Regions from separate parts of the Mus musculus genome. Here all the other regions are linked to region 3. A link is a contact called in public ChIA-PET and Hi-C data. All regions are on one chromosome and are shown on one strand. The core of a region is the stretch at or near the end of the contact, and the rest is flanking DNA. Distances in the headings are between cores, read along the strand shown. Region 1 overlaps Il1r2 (interleukin 1 receptor, type II). Region 2 overlaps Il18rap (interleukin 18 receptor accessory protein). Region 3 holds the start of Il1rl2 (interleukin 1 receptor-like 2).

Region 1 (4,840 bases), core at 1,097-3,596, 210 kb after region 3:
ATCCAAGAGTATGGCGCCCTAGAGGGGAGATGCATCTGAGAGTTACATTATAGAATAACATCGCTCTTGAACATTGAGTGTTGTTGTCAATCGATGTGGAATCTACAACCCAAGAGATTCCCTGGCATATACTTACTTTGGCCATTTTGTCTTTGTGGCGCATTTTTAGCTGTATTGTTAGAGAAATGACCAATTTTTCCCCCTTAGGGTGGAATCTTGTCATGTAGCCCACACTAGACTTAAACTCTTGATTCTCCTGCCTAAGCCTCCTGGCTTCTAGGGTGACATGGGTGTGCCCCCCTGCTCCATTTAGAAAAAAAAAAGAATACATTTTTTTAAAGATTAAGTTATTTTAAACCATTTAAGTACAAATATACTTAAGATCTAACTGCCTTCTTCTGACTATGAGCAGTATCAAGAACAATCACTACTAGGGGAATATAAGGGCCAGGAATCGGGAGTAGGTGGGTTGGAGAAGGGTCAGGGAGGGTATAAGGGACGTTTGGGATAGCATTTGAATTGTAAATGAAGAAAATATCTAATGAAAAATTGTTTTAAAAAAAAGAAAAAAGAAAAGAAAATCACTACTAAACAGCCAGGAAGACATGAAAACCTAGGGCTGGAAGAGACCATGTTGGAGGAATTTATCTAAAAATTATTTCAATTTAGGACTTACTACAGGAAAGGAAATTTTGTAAATAGAAAAATAGGAGAGATGGGGTCCATCTTCTCATAAAGACATAGAGTCCTAGAGGTTCTTGACAAAACAGAGCCCTCGGGAGCAAGGCCTCCAGGGAAAATGGAAGGAGTAGGCCAGGTAAAAACATCTTGAGTGTTCCATAGCCTCAGTACACGAGAACCCTGCGCATGGTATTTTGTACCTGTAATCTCAGCACTTGAGAAGCTGAGACAGGAGGACTGTGAGCTTGAGGCCAGACTCAACTACATGGAGAAACCCTGTCAACGGTGGGGGAAGGGGTGATAAGGAAGAAAAGAGGAAAGGAGGGAGGGGTGGAAAGGAAAGAGGGTGGGGAGGAGGGATTGGGGGGGAAGGGAGAGGGGTGGGAAGGAGGAGGAAGGAGTGGGGAGAAGGGAGGGGTGGGAAGGAGGGGTTGGTTGGGAAGGAGGGATTAGGTGGAAAGGAGAGAGGGAGTGGAGGAGATAAAATGTGGTCAGAGGCCAGAGAGATGGCTCAGATGGCTCTGTTCTTCCAGAGATCCTGAGTTCAAATCCCAGCAACCACATGGTGGCTCACAACCATCTGTAATGAGATCAGATGCCCTCTTCTGGTGTGTCTGAAGACAGCTACAGTGTACTTACATATAATAAAGAAATAAATCTTTAAAAGAAAAAAAAATGTGATCAGAGATCAAGGCTTTCAGAGACTGCCATGGCCCTTCTTCAAAATATACTTAATTAAAGGGGGGAAATCTCACAGCTCCTAGCCTGAGTAGACAAATATGAATGCAGGGCACATTATGACAGTTGCTCTATAAACGTAGACTTTGAGTCAGTTTCTTCTGTCCCTGTCCTCTGGAGAGGGGAGAAGTGAGCAGCCCCTGCCCCTGAGGTGAGAACAGGGGGAGCAGAGTAAGTACTTAGCAATGCTCAGGGGGACTGTGGGAGGCGCGGCTATTGTTAACATCCCATGCCAGCCCCATTGATTAAGCATGGTGCAGGGGCTGCATGCACAGTACTCCATCCCTAGCCTTCAAAACAGTTCCAGGAAGCCGGGCATCCTGCTCACGGCAGCAACAGCTACAAGACAGGAAGCAAATGCAACAAACTAAAAGAAGGAAGGTTTCTAACCCAGACACATTGTTTCCAGATCTATGTTTCATCCTCTGCAGGGGAGTTCTGTATGTGTCCTCTGCCTGCTCTTTCTAAACCAAGAGAAGGCTCTCTGTGGTTCCCCAGGCTTATCCATAGGCACAAACTACTTTCAGGAAGGCATTTTAAAGTTTCCAGCATTGCATTGCTACGGTGTATATAAATATGTGCACATACATATGTGCATGTGTGTGTGTACACATCTTGATGTTAATACTGACGATCAGCTGGTTGACCTATTGATTAAAGGACGAACTCTTATCAATGACTAAAGGAATACAAGCCTTCTCAGCATCTCTCTATAGTCTGCATCAGGGGTGGGCAAGTCCTTACAGATAAGAGCCAGATGGGACATAGTTTATTGCCCACATAGACCACACGGTCTCTGTCTTACTACACAGTGGAACAGACAAAGAAAATACGTAAACGGAAACCCCGATACAAATGTGCTTATGGACATGGGAGTGTGAGCCTTAGTCAATGGTCACATGCACTTGAGTATTCTTTTCATTTTTTTTCAAGCATTTAAAACCTGAAAACTCTCCATACTTGATGAGTTACAGAGACAGATGATAGCTCTAGGCTATAATTTGCAGCCTGCGTTGTAAACAACAATGTCTCCTAAAAAAAGCAATGACCTCACAGAGAAGCCATAAAATATTTGCTACTTTTCTTAAGGATACAAAGGAGAAACTGCAACAGTATTTATTCCTGCAACCCAAAAGTTGCCTTGTGCTTTAAAAATAAAAAAGATATCTTAAACATGGATATAAAATTTTTGTAAAAAATTAACAGGGTTGTTTTGAGCAGTTTTTCCTAGTTATTTTTAGGCAAGTGACACTCAAAAAGCTCTTTAGCAGCTATTGACTCTGAAATCATTTCACACTCTGCCTGCATGACCCTTATCCAAACCATAAAATACTAATCTAATCATCGCCATTTTAATTAATCTTATATTTCTAAATACATAATTATCTATGTGTCTACACAAATATATTGTCTTCAAATAGATTTTTACATATGTGTTCTACAACCATTGAGATATTTTTGTGGCATATGCATTTTGAAAGCATTACCTTATACCACTGTATCTTTCCATCAGCGTTGCTGGAGATGAATTCTTTCAGGTCAGGGCACACTAGTAACCCGGTGGTGGAGAGAGCTGAGATTTGCAAGTAGGAGACATGAGGCAGAGATGCTTCAGTATTCTTAAAGACCTTGAGTTCCACAGACATTTGCTCACAGTGGGATGCGTTTCTAATTGTTTGTTAAGAAAAAGGAAAAAGGCAATGATTGGAAAGACAGAAATACAAAACCAAATGAACGTAAGAACAGCTTCCTGCCCCCGCCATACCCAGTCTGCCCTGCCTTGAAGAGTGCGGCTTACCTCCTGCGAGTTTTTAACTTCTTGTGATACAAAACCATCACGCCTGACTGCTATCTACAAGCTGTGTGCCCTGTGCCTTTCATGAAGGACCACTGCAGAAGCTTCATTCCCGAGCCCAGGGCACTGAGATTCCCCCTAAGAATGCTTTACCAACTGATTTCTAGTTTCAGAAGACTGCTGAGAACTTTGTGTTTGGACTCTTAAAAAAAAAAATTTTTTTTAATTAAAAAAAAACACGAACAAAACTATATAGCAGGAACTTGGAGAAAACAACTAATTTGGAAAGATACTTTGATTGTTTTTCAGACCGCCCATGATTCTAGGACTATGATGCTATCAAGTGTTTGAGGAAGACTTGAACACACCAAATGTTGTCCTTAGAACTGAGAAAAGGCCAGAGGTAAATGTGTGTGTGTGTGTGTGTGTGTGTGGCGCTGGAAATGTGAGGGAAAATGGATGAAGGGATGGAAGAGATTAATAAAATTGAATGTTTAAAATAGAAAAACAAGGAGCTGGCAGGTTGGTCATGTGCTCTGCCTAGATGAGGCTCTGCATTTAACTGCAGCAGTCAAAACAAATGAAAATGAAACAAAATAAAATAAGAAAAATATAATTCTATTAGCTAAGACCCTAAGATGAATAGCTACCGATGATAAATAACACACCAACTGAGAGAGACCATCAGAATCAATTGTAAAAAAGGTGTAAAAATTACTTCCAAAAAAATTTTTAAAGCCTAACAATATATACATCCAAAGAAGTGGACCTTGTGAGCTGCAGCTTCCTGGTGGAGTAATGGCATGGCTCTAACAGAGGTAACCAATGGCTCTCTGGGTAGATCTGAGGCTTCCTCCCCAGGAAGAAACCTGTGCGTGGTTCTGTACACTTGCTCTGCAAGGCTAGAGAGGCCATAGCTCCTAAGTGAAAACTTACTGCTGTTTGTGTTATACCCATCGATGAAAGCTGCACTCAGCCTTCACCCGAGGAGCCTCTGTTTTCAGTGGCTGGCAATACAGAGACTCAAGGTGGCACAAATGGAAAGAATAAATGACTCTGAGTGCTTGGCCCTACATGGGACACTCGTATCACCTACTCAGAGACTCAGGGAGCAGAAAGAATGTACGACCCAGCCGTTGGGGGTAATGCTGTGAAATAGCATCTTCTGGACATGACATGGTGGCTGTACTCATGAATTCAGATGGGCGTGGTTACCTGCATAAGACTGGGCTGGCTTCCATTACATAATGCACGGAGAGGGTCATCTGAGGCCCACTCCTCACCGAAGTGAGGCACTCACTGTAGGCAGGTCCTGGGTAACCAGGCATTAGTAACTCACAGCCCACTCCTGCAAGCACCCGTGATTAAACGTGGTGTGTCGTGCACACAAAAAGACCCCAGAGTCGGAAGAAGATAAAAGACTGTGATGGGGAATGAAAAATATCCTAAATCCAGTGAATAAGCATATAAAATGGTCTAATAAACCAATGAGATGAAAATGAGAAGACTGAAGAGCGCTTTCGGTACCCGCTTAACAGCAAACTGATCTCCTGTCTAGTAACAAATCTACAGGATGGTACTGGTTAGGCCAGTGTTTACAACTAAAGTAAATTAAGTACAGATTGA
Region 2 (4,683 bases), core at 119-2,618, 220 kb before region 3:
TGAGCTAGAATTGTTTCTTCAGTCTTTCCTGGTGTAAAGCCAGAGCAAAAGGAGGAGAGGAAGGAGGAGGAGGAAGAAGAAGAGGAGGAGGAGGAGGAAGAGGAAGGAGGAGAAGATGAACAAGAAGAGGAGCAGGAAAATTAGAAGAAAAAAGAAGAAGAGTAAGAAAAGGGGGAGGAAAGACTAGGAGGAGGAGGAAGAAGAATTAGAAGAGGAAGAAGAAGAATAGAAAGAAGAAAAAGAAGAAGAGAAAGGTGAAGAGAAGGAGGGGGAGGAAGAAGGAGGATAAGAGGAGGAAGAAAAATTAAAAGAAAAAGAAGAGGGGGAAAAGAAGAGGAAGAAAAAGAGGAAGAGGAGGAGGAGGAAAAGAAGAAGAGGAAGGACCTAATCCTTCGAGATAAAACACTACCTATCAGGCATTAGCTACCTCTGACTTTTCTCATGGGCTCTGGCTGGCAGGAGGCATGTGAAATCACAACTAAGACAGTTCTAAGAAAAGAGAGCCAATAGATAGGGAATAACTAAGTAACAGTGTCTTGTCATTTAGACAGGGAGTGGCACACTGGGTGTTCTTACCCCCCAGAGTCTCATCTTTGTTCTTGTAGGTTCGACAGAGCAGGACAACTTCAATCCAGTACCAGTAGAGGAAAGCAGCTGCCACCAGAACGCCCACCAGCATCAAGGCCGTGCCGAGAAGGATGTATACAAACACCACTAAGGGAAACACAGAGATCTGAGCAAACACATCTAGACCAACACAGCCTATTATGTAATAGAAAGCCATGCTGCTATCTCTGTCATCTCAAGTCTGGATGGAATTTTCCACAATTAACTCTAGAGAGCCAGGTTGATGGGAAATTCCTGATGAGCTGACCTACGATGCTGAGTCATTTTACCTATTTTTGTTCCTACAAATGTCTATAGAGCTCATCTGTACCTTTCCTGTTGCCTGTTGTAAATTACATTTGCGGGTGCTCATCCCCATGGAAGTCTAAACATTCCTAGACTAGGAGTCACATCAGCACCTTGCACCCTCCATGACTCAACTTATAAATAAGGGATCTGCATAGGAAAGCTACCGTCATGGCACACTTACAGTGTCACACTATGGCCAGAGGACATTTACTCTGCTGGACTGTGTTCCAGTCATCGACTGAGCAAGTCCATGATTGGCCCAACCTCATCCCTGGACATCTTGCTAAGGATGGAACTGTTCCTCATGGGCATTTCTCAGAGTTCTTGTCATGGTCTCTGGAAGCCAGCAGGGGCAAATGGCAAAGAAAGTGATGTCTGCACACTGGGCTGTCCCAGTGGGTGGGGGTAGGTGGGGCTGGGGATTCTTGTAGGTACAAGAGGGATAAGTAGGTTAATTGAGTGCTTTAGGGAATGAGTAAGTGGGAAGGCTATATGAATGGGCAACAGCATGAACAGAAAGTCTGGGTGAGTTGAGTAATGGGTTCTTCTGCACACAAATTAGTTGTTACAAAGCTCAGGTCAAAGTCAGTTGTATGGTCATAGTCAAGGCCTTAAAGGAACTACCACGGCAAAGTGCTTTAGTGTCTGGAAAGCTTTCACAGCTAACACTGATGCTCTTTTTGGGAAAATGCCCCTTCCCCTTTCAAGAAGAACAGTTGTCAATCTCTGGGAACAAACTTCTAGGCTTACCCTCTTCCTTCTTCCTCAGCCGTATGGTCCGTGTTGTGTTCCCAATGGAGTTCTGGGCAAAGCAAACAAACTTTCTGCTGAGATCTCTCTGGGTAACTTCTCTCAAGAAGATGGTACGTTCAATGACTTCATTCTTGAAAGTGGATTGAATTCTAGAAAAGGAGGGGGAAATTCACACCCACTCAGGAAGATCAACTGCCATTCGTGAAGCTGTGCTCAGAAAGCTGACGAAGAGCCAGTAGGAATTTCTCGTAAGAAGACTGTAAAAGATCAGAGACAGACAGAGGAGGCTTGTTCTTCATCAATGGATGGAATCTGCTAAGGCTTTGCACTAAAGCACAAGTTACGTGTGGCCCTCCTCTGGACTTCACTGTAAGAGTCCCCCTTTGGGAATGAAGAATATTGATAATTTATGAACAGTCTCCCTCTGTAGACTGTTTCCTTCCCAAGCATGAAGCCCTAAATTTAATCCCCGGAGCACATGTAAAAAGCCAGGTGTGGTAGCGTGTACGTGTAATGCCAGCATTGGGAAAGCAGACAGAAGTGGATCCGTATGGCTCAGTGGCCAGACAGCCTAGTTCAGTCAGGAAGAAATTCTGCCCCCCACCCCCAACCCCAAACAAGATTAGTGAACTTTGAGGAATGAAAGATGAGATTTACCCCTAGCCTCCAAATGCAAGTACACATATGTCTACATACACCTACACACCTACACACCTACACACACACACACACACACACACACACACACACACACACATCATACCACACCACACCTAATTCCTCTTGAGGCTTGCTACCAGGTACTTGGCTGAGCACTGACTATGGACTCTTTAATCTCTTCCTTCCTCACAACACAAACTCTAAGGAGTCAGGATATGAACATCCTGACTTGGTAGTGTCAGGGGCAAAGTTCAGTGGAGGAAGAGTGGTGCTGGCCACAGTAGTGACATCATCATTACTGTGTGACTTTAGTATGTCCCACCTCCAGCCTGGCACCCAGATCTCTGACCCACCCAGAAAACTGACTTTCTGCATTTACTTAGTTCCCATTTTCTATGTCTGCATCATTCAGTGGTCACATTAAGGGACCATGTTCAGATGGGTCATGCCGCTGTGAGCCTACAATCAGTCCACAGAAGTTTTCTGCTTGCCACACATTCTGAGGTACATGTGGCTTCTACCTCATCTGTCCCTTATGGTGACCTTGAGAAATGAGGTTTTCTGTCATATACCTAGGAGATGGGGCCTCCCTCACAGAAGGCCAGAGTCACCTCGCCACTCCTGGAAAGCAGACTAAAATCCACAGGTGGGGTGGCTTGAGAATCTGGGCTCTGCCTCACTTCTCCTACGTAGAGTCTCATGCAGCATCCGTTTGAAATCCAATGTGTTCCTTGATGTTAGAACCTCTTGCTGAATGGCGTTTCCCTCAGTAAAATCTTTCCTTTACTGTTTATCTATACTTTTCAAAATATTACATTAGTCCAGTGAAATCCTTGAAAAACTAGAGAGAACATGCTGTGGATTCTTATCTGGAGGGGTTTCTAATACAGAAAATTGGTAGGACACATCTCCAATTGACATGTCTGACTGGCCATGATGGGTCCCAGATCCTTTGCTCTAGGATAGAGACTTACTTTTCTAGACATTGGAGGGCTTGGCTCTGAAGGTCTACAGTTTTCCTTTCAACTGGTCAAGTTCTCTCTCCTATAAACTCTGGGGAGTCTGTTAGTCACAGATAACAAATGAAGTCTAGTTATCATAAAATGTTTCAGCCTGCTAGTATTCCAAGACAGACATCTCTCCTCTAAGGCTCTATTCCAGGGTAGAGCCATGTCACCTATTCTCTTTTGCCAGAATCTATGCTATGGTGCCATTTCCTTAGCACCGAATAAAAGCAGAGTTGAAGATTTGGTGGGGCAGGAACCACCCTCTTTAGTTTGCTTTTAGAAAAAAAAAAAAAACCCTTTTGTGGGCTGAGGATTTGGCCTAGTAATAGAGTATGTGCTCAGCACAGTGGATGTCCCTTTTACCAAGACAAAATATGAAAGCTTGGGATATTGTTCAGTTGGTAGAGTGCTGGCCTAGAATGCATGATGCTCTTGGTTCAAACCCAAACATACAGAGGATATTGTGGTACATGCCTCTAATTTCAGCATTTGAGAAATTAAAACTTCTCCCACATAGAGAGTTTGAAATACATGAGATCCTGTCTCAAAAAATTAAATTAAATTAAATTAAATACACTTTAACATGGTCTAAGGTATTTGAAACCATTGTGCAAACATCACAGGGTATTTAACACAGGCAATATGTCTCTAACATCACTAGGTGATACAGTCTTAGGGGGTCTACTATTATATATAATTCCATCATTGACTAAATCTTCTGTATATCTAGTTTACTTTATGGCCTCATAAAGAGAAATGAGAAATGGAGTGCCTCTGAATTTTAAATAAATATGATAGATGAGAGATAAGAGAGAGAGAGATAATAGACAGATGATAGATATTTGATAGATGGATGGATGGATAGATAGACAGACAGACAGATAGTGTTTACATAGTTTTATTTTCACACTAGTAGGCACAAGTGACTACCCCACCACCATAGATTCTGTTTAGCAATTTCTAAAGGTTTGAAAGCACTAGTTTTGGTCATGATCGGTCATGATCGCAATCTTTTTCTTACCTTTTCTCCTCAAATACTGACATTTCCCACTCCTGTGTAGATTCTTTGACATACCACTTTATCACAGGCTTTGAAAGTCTTTGGAAGCCAAACTGTACTCTGCAGGGGAGAGTTAAAGGCTTTCCTGAAAATGCAGAGGTCAAGAAAACAGGAGGTGAGCGTATCAGAACATTGATGTGATGGGGAAGGACCATAAGGCTGCATCAGGATGTAGGCAGGTGTCCGTCAAGTGGGTACCAGGAATAGCCAAGCATTAACACATCCCACTCAGTAACACAATTCTGCTTACAATTGTCCCTTGTAGCTAAGTTGTGTGTCTCAAATGTG
Region 3 (5,001 bases), core at 217-2,716:
GGGAGAGCAGGAATCCCAGAGTTTGACCCAAGTCCCGGCCCACTTTCCAGGTCGGAGTCTTCTAGCCGCCCCAGTGACTATTGATCGCTAACTCCCTCCGCTCCGGCTGCCCCGGGCTTGCTCCACCTGCCTATGGGGTCTCAGAGCGCTGGGTCTCGTGGAGCAGAGCGGGAACCACTCTGGGGACCGAATCCTGGTTGGTCACCGCACTCTGCACCTTGGGCATCGCTTCTCCGCCGCGGGCGGAACAGACTCACCTTCCCCAAGTGGAGCAGGACAGAAATAATCCGTCCTTCGAAAATCGTTCAGTCTTTTTTTCCTGATCCCAGGCCAGCACGTTCATCTATCAGGAATGTCGGCTTAAATATGCTCCAGATCATCGCTAAAAATTATTATATCCTTTCCAAACACTATCTGAGCGGTTCTTACACACCCAGCACTGTCCTAAAATGGACTATTCCAGAGGTGGAAGCGCTTCTGAGAAAAGGCATTAACCCCACCCCAGCCCCGTCCTCGTGCCAGATCTTAGGTAAAGCAGACTCCCGACAGGTTGAGCACCGATACAGTCAGTCTAAACTTGCCATAAAGTAATGCTTGCTCGGACCTGTCTTCCTGCGCCAGAGACACTGGAGACCCCACTAGGCACTGAGAAGAGCAGTGGCGGCAAACGCTGTCAGACCAACAGCTTCTTAGTGGGCATCCCTCGGAGTCTTTGTGGATTAGAAACTGTAAGACTTTGAAAACAACCACAGCGTCAGTCTGACTAGCTGTCCCAGGTTCACAAAGTTAAGATGTACACGTGTCTGTCCGAGTACTGTCCCTTGGCAGAAGCACTCTGCCTTACAATTCTGGGATGATCTCTGTGTTGAGTAAGTCTGCTGATGCATGAGGAATCAATCATTAGTTCTGGATACAGAACAGATATGGGGATAGTGAGTTTTCAGGGAAAACAAAAACAAAAACCACGACGTTAAGCGGAATGAGAAACAGAAGAAACGTCCTACCTATACGGAAATTAAACAAACAGGAAGCTAAGATGTAGAAGAGAGATTACAGGGGTGGGTGGATGAAGCCGGTGAAAAGAAGCTGGGTTCAATTAGTGCGCACCAAACCCCAGTAATATATAAAATTAAGACAAAACTGATTGAAGTTTTAAAAATAAAAACACAAAACTATCACGTGTGTGCACGCAGAACCTCCCAGAGAACTACGGAAGGAACTGAGACTGTACTCACAGAGGTCTGAAGGACAATTTCAGCTTTGTTTGGAGTGGCCAGAAGAAACCCAGCTTTGGTAGAAACTTACTGACTTCAGTCTCCTCTGGTGACCCCCCTCTTCTTCTCACTTTTGTATCTTGAAGTGTGTGCCACGCAGTTGTCAAGGGCCACATAATTCCAAACAAGCTGTGTCGCGTAAGCAACAAACATCAGAAGCCATCATCTCCCAGCTTCCGGTCTCTGTCCGCCCAAACCCAAACTCCCAGTCTTCAGCTTGGTGCTTATTCTCTCCCCTCCCCCTCCCTTTGTGTGTGTCTGAGTGGTGTGTGGGGGTGGAGAGCAGAGAGGGAGAAGCAGGAAATTCCTTAAGCAATGTAAGATATTCTTACATAAGATTTCCTAGTCACTGTATAAAATTTACTATACTGTGCACTTACATAACTTACTTTTTAATAAAAGCATTATACTTGCGGGATTTAAACATTTGAGGTGTGGTCCTTCTCAATAAAGGCTTGCCCCATCCTGTGAGCATGAGCAACCGACGTGTCTCTCTCCCTTAGCCATTTTGGTTGTCCCATTTTTTTTACGTTTTGCTAATTATTATACATAATGTTGCCGCGACAATCCTGGCAATGTCTCTTACACGTCTGAGAGAAGCTCCTGGATCATTAGGTAGGTGTGCCCTCGTCTGCGTTGGCAAACCTCTGACTGATTATTCCATGACACCATTCTCTAGAGAAGGATTCTGATGCCCCATGTTCTTGCCAAATATTAAAGGCATCCGAATGTGTCCGATGGCACACTGAGTGTTGGGAAGACAGCTTAGAGACATGAGCCCTTCAACAGCTTGCCACCATGATTTTCTGGTAAATAACATTTTTTTAAAAGAGATATTCAACTATTAGGAAGCACATAAGATATGAAATACAGTTAGGAGACAGGTGGAAAGAATATGATAAGGCACAGCCTTTCTCCTGAGCAGTGGCCTGGAGCCCAACAGGTAGATGTCTGGGGCAAGAGCTCTCTCTTTCTACTTTTTACGTTTTATTTTTACTATGTTTAATTATGTGTGTGCATCTGCACTGGCTATGTGCATGTGACTGCAGGTGACCATAGGGTCCAGAAGAGGGTGTCGGCTCCCTTGGAGCTGGAATTACAGGTGTTTGTGAGTTACCTGATATGGGTTCTGGGGACCAAAGTCTGATCTTCTGCAACAGCCATTTACATCCCTACAGAATGAACCGTCAGTACAAAGTCTCTGAAGGACCGAGTTTGGGACACTCCAAAAAAAAAAACTGAAATGAAGGGAGAGTGATTGCCACACAGCAGAGGGGAGAGCTGGGTAAACTGAAGTATGGAAGTAGGTGTGGCTAGATCACATGGGGCCTGGGAACGACAATACAATGGCTGCCATTATTATAGGCAAAATTAAAAGATATTACAATGTTTAAATCAGGAAAAATATAATCTCACACTAATTCCTCCTCACCCCGGAATTGGTACCCTTACCACTAAAGACAGCCTAAAGCGCAAAGCACTAAGGGAACAGCACAGGTTTTCAAACCAGGTGCACATAGAGCTGAAGAGGAATGGCAGGGTGAAGGCATGGGGGCGGGGGAGTTGCATGGGGAAAGAGTAGATCTAATAATACACAAAGGCAGGGCAAGTCGGTGTGTGCTACTGAGCTCATGGCTGCTGTGTTCCCCTGAGACACAGAGAGTGGGGGTTAGGGCCTAGACCAGCAAGCCCTTCTTCAGTAACAGGGGAGAGAGAGAGAGAGAGAGAGAGAGAGAGAGGGAGAGAGGGAGAGAGGGAGAGAGAGAGAGAGAGAGAGAGAGAGAGAGAGAGAGAGAGAACCAGGAGATCAGAAGATAAAGAGGATAGAAGAGAGAGAAGATTTAAAAAAAAAGTTTGGGATCTGGAGGTCTTGTACAAGCTATGGCTTGAGCCAAGCAAGCTTATTTAAAAAGTACAGCATTATTTGATGTACAACTTCCAGGGGAGAAATGGGGGTGTCCAAAGAAGCTACCCGACAACGGGACAAAGTCAGCAGGAAGCTAATCAAACAGTGTTGCAAGAGAGGAACACAGGGTTTCTGGAGAATACTATATATAGGCCATGCATACAATGGCCTTGAGACTGATAACCAATAACTCCATACAGTCAGAAGAGTTGAGATCTCAGGATCTGAGGTCACAGCTCCCCCCAAGGCCCTGGCCCCAGGTCATTACCAGCTCTGACAAGGTATTTCTGATTTGGAGAGGAAGCTCTGTCCGTCTCCATATTCTAGGGCCAACAGGTAGATGTCTGGGGCAAGAGCTCTCTCTTTCTACTTTTTAAGTTTTACTTTGACTATGTTTAATTATGTGTGTTCATCTGTGTTGGCTATGTGCATGTGCGCCTTGGTTGCTCAGTCAGGCAACCTCTCCACAGATACCAGAGGAAGATACTCCCTTTGGCCTTTCTGTTTTGACCTATATGGTTATGACATAAATCTCAGCACTTTCTCAACTTCTGTCTAACATGAAATTTAGAGACCCACAAACCATACATTGGGGTAGAACCTAAAATCTGGATATGTGTTGGGTAGAGCGGCAAATACATGGGGTGCCGCCTGGTACGATAACCAGCACCACAGAGCCTCAGAAGTTAATGATTACTGTGTGATTCTTTACAGTCACAGCCACGAGTGCACACATCCAGGAGTCCTTTAGCCTGGGCTTGAAGAAACCCACTGCCTCCAAGAGCTCCCACTACAAACTAAAGTCCTATTAGCAAATCATTTCCCCTTCTAGAAAAAGGAAGCCTGGCAGTGTGGCCTCCGTCAGGAGTCTTGTTCCTCTGGGTCCATAGAAAGAGGAAGCTAGTTTTCCAGACGGCTGTCCATCTATCTAACCTCGTTATGATTCCTCGATGACACTTCTCTTCAAAACATATAACTAGAGGTAGAGGTGCAAACAGATCTTCAGGATACTCAGCCAGTAGTCAGTAGTTGATGTCTCCTGGTCTTTCCAGCCTGGCAAGCAGGAAGCCATCTGCCCTGACACTTTCCAAGTGGTGCTGGCTCCTAGTCACAGGGCCCTGGAGCTGCTGGCAAGTTCTGGTGCCAACCAGTGCTGCAACTCATTCTGCTTGTACATTAACACCCTAAATCCTTATCTACTCTTGATGCTCCTGGGGCTACCTTTTCAAACTTAACTCGGACATATGTCCTTATCAAAAATAAAAGGACTTGCATTTATTCCTCTCCAATGTCATCTGCAGAAAGAAGATGGTTAGAAAGGGTAACTAGTTATCTGGGAGTTAGAGGACCTGGCTCCTGTCTCAGCACACTTGGCCATTAATGAAGGTTGGCATGAATCGGGAGCAAAGGCAGTCCCATAGCCCAGGTACTTGTAAGTAAAGCTTTTAAACATTAATACTTAACTAATAAAGAAGCATTCATTTCAAAGGACATCGGTTTTGACTCTCACACTCACAGTGATTTCTAGGTGTGTGCCCAACACTGCAACCCTGTGTGTGAGAGAGCCGCACAGTCTCTGTGGAATGTAGTCAGCCAAGAACCGGAAGAGCTACTGTCCTTCTGTAACCACACCAAGCAAACTATCAGGGAGAGGAGCAAGTGACTTTGGAAAGGGTGGCTTGGTTCTGCCTATCTAAAAACTAGGGGAAAGAAAATCCAGAGGGCCAAGAGAAACAGAAAAGCTATCCATTTGGCAGCCTTAATAGCAACTTACAGAGCATTCTTCAAGTAGAGCAGCATGGACAAAGGTTTGTGCTAAGT

Evidence for each region. A called contact is a pair of places that touch in the nucleus more often than the background predicts. ChIA-PET counts read pairs in DNA pulled down with a chosen protein or histone mark.
Region 1: a Hi-C map of uterus shows a contact between it and region 3, with 6 times the contacts expected there. The contact joins the enhancer-like site here to the promoter of Il1rl2 in region 3. A contact is called at or near these places in 5 of 39 promoter capture datasets (the 3T3-L1 cell line, cranial neural crest, hippocampal neurons and 2 more), 6 of 484 Hi-C or Micro-C datasets (bone marrow-derived macrophages, cochlea, embryonic fibroblasts and 2 more), 6 of 115 datasets of contacts at active chromatin or transcription factors (astrocytes, cardiomyocytes, craniofacial prominence and 3 more) and 5 of 9 other capture datasets (adipose tissue, embryonic stem cells, liver and 2 more).
Region 2: a contact with region 3 is called in an RNA polymerase II ChIA-PET map of memory CD8 T cells, with 7 read pairs. The contact joins the enhancer-like site here to the promoter of Il1rl2 in region 3. A contact is called at or near these places in 2 of 39 promoter capture datasets (the 3T3-L1 cell line and the SN4741 cell line), 2 of 484 Hi-C or Micro-C datasets (3T3-L1-derived adipocytes and embryonic fibroblasts), 2 of 115 datasets of contacts at active chromatin or transcription factors (memory CD8 T cells and pancreatic cancer cells) and 3 of 9 other capture datasets (adipose tissue, liver and macrophages).

The regions. Positions count from the first base shown.
Region 1 is chr1:40,110,202-40,115,041 of GRCm38.p6, reverse strand. It overlaps Il1r2 (interleukin 1 receptor, type II), which reads right to left. Exons shown (of 9, transcript NM_010555.5): 4 at 2,907-3,087; 5 at 1-18. Among named protein-coding and RNA genes, the nearest start is that of Gm16894, 27 kb to the right of the region's middle. Within about 2 kb of position 2,346, at least 4 of the 459 cell types and tissues checked have an H3K27ac peak or open chromatin away from gene starts, as enhancers often do. A contact at or near this core is called in uterus, where this site is marked.
Region 2 is chr1:40,539,021-40,543,703 of GRCm38.p6, reverse strand. Il18rap (interleukin 18 receptor accessory protein) reads right to left here. Exons shown (of 13, transcript NM_010553.4): 9 at 4,357-4,480; 10 at 1,666-1,817; 11 at 577-714. Among named protein-coding and RNA genes, the nearest start is that of Il18rap, 26 kb to the right of the region's middle. Within about 2 kb of position 1,368, at least 22 of the 459 cell types and tissues checked have an H3K27ac peak or open chromatin away from gene starts, as enhancers often do. A contact at or near this core is called in memory CD8 T cells and pancreatic cancer cells, where this site is marked.
Region 3 is chr1:40,321,054-40,326,054 of GRCm38.p6, reverse strand. Il1rl2 (interleukin 1 receptor-like 2) reads right to left here and starts at 1,466. Exons shown (of 11, transcript NM_001356478.1): 1 at 1,306-1,466.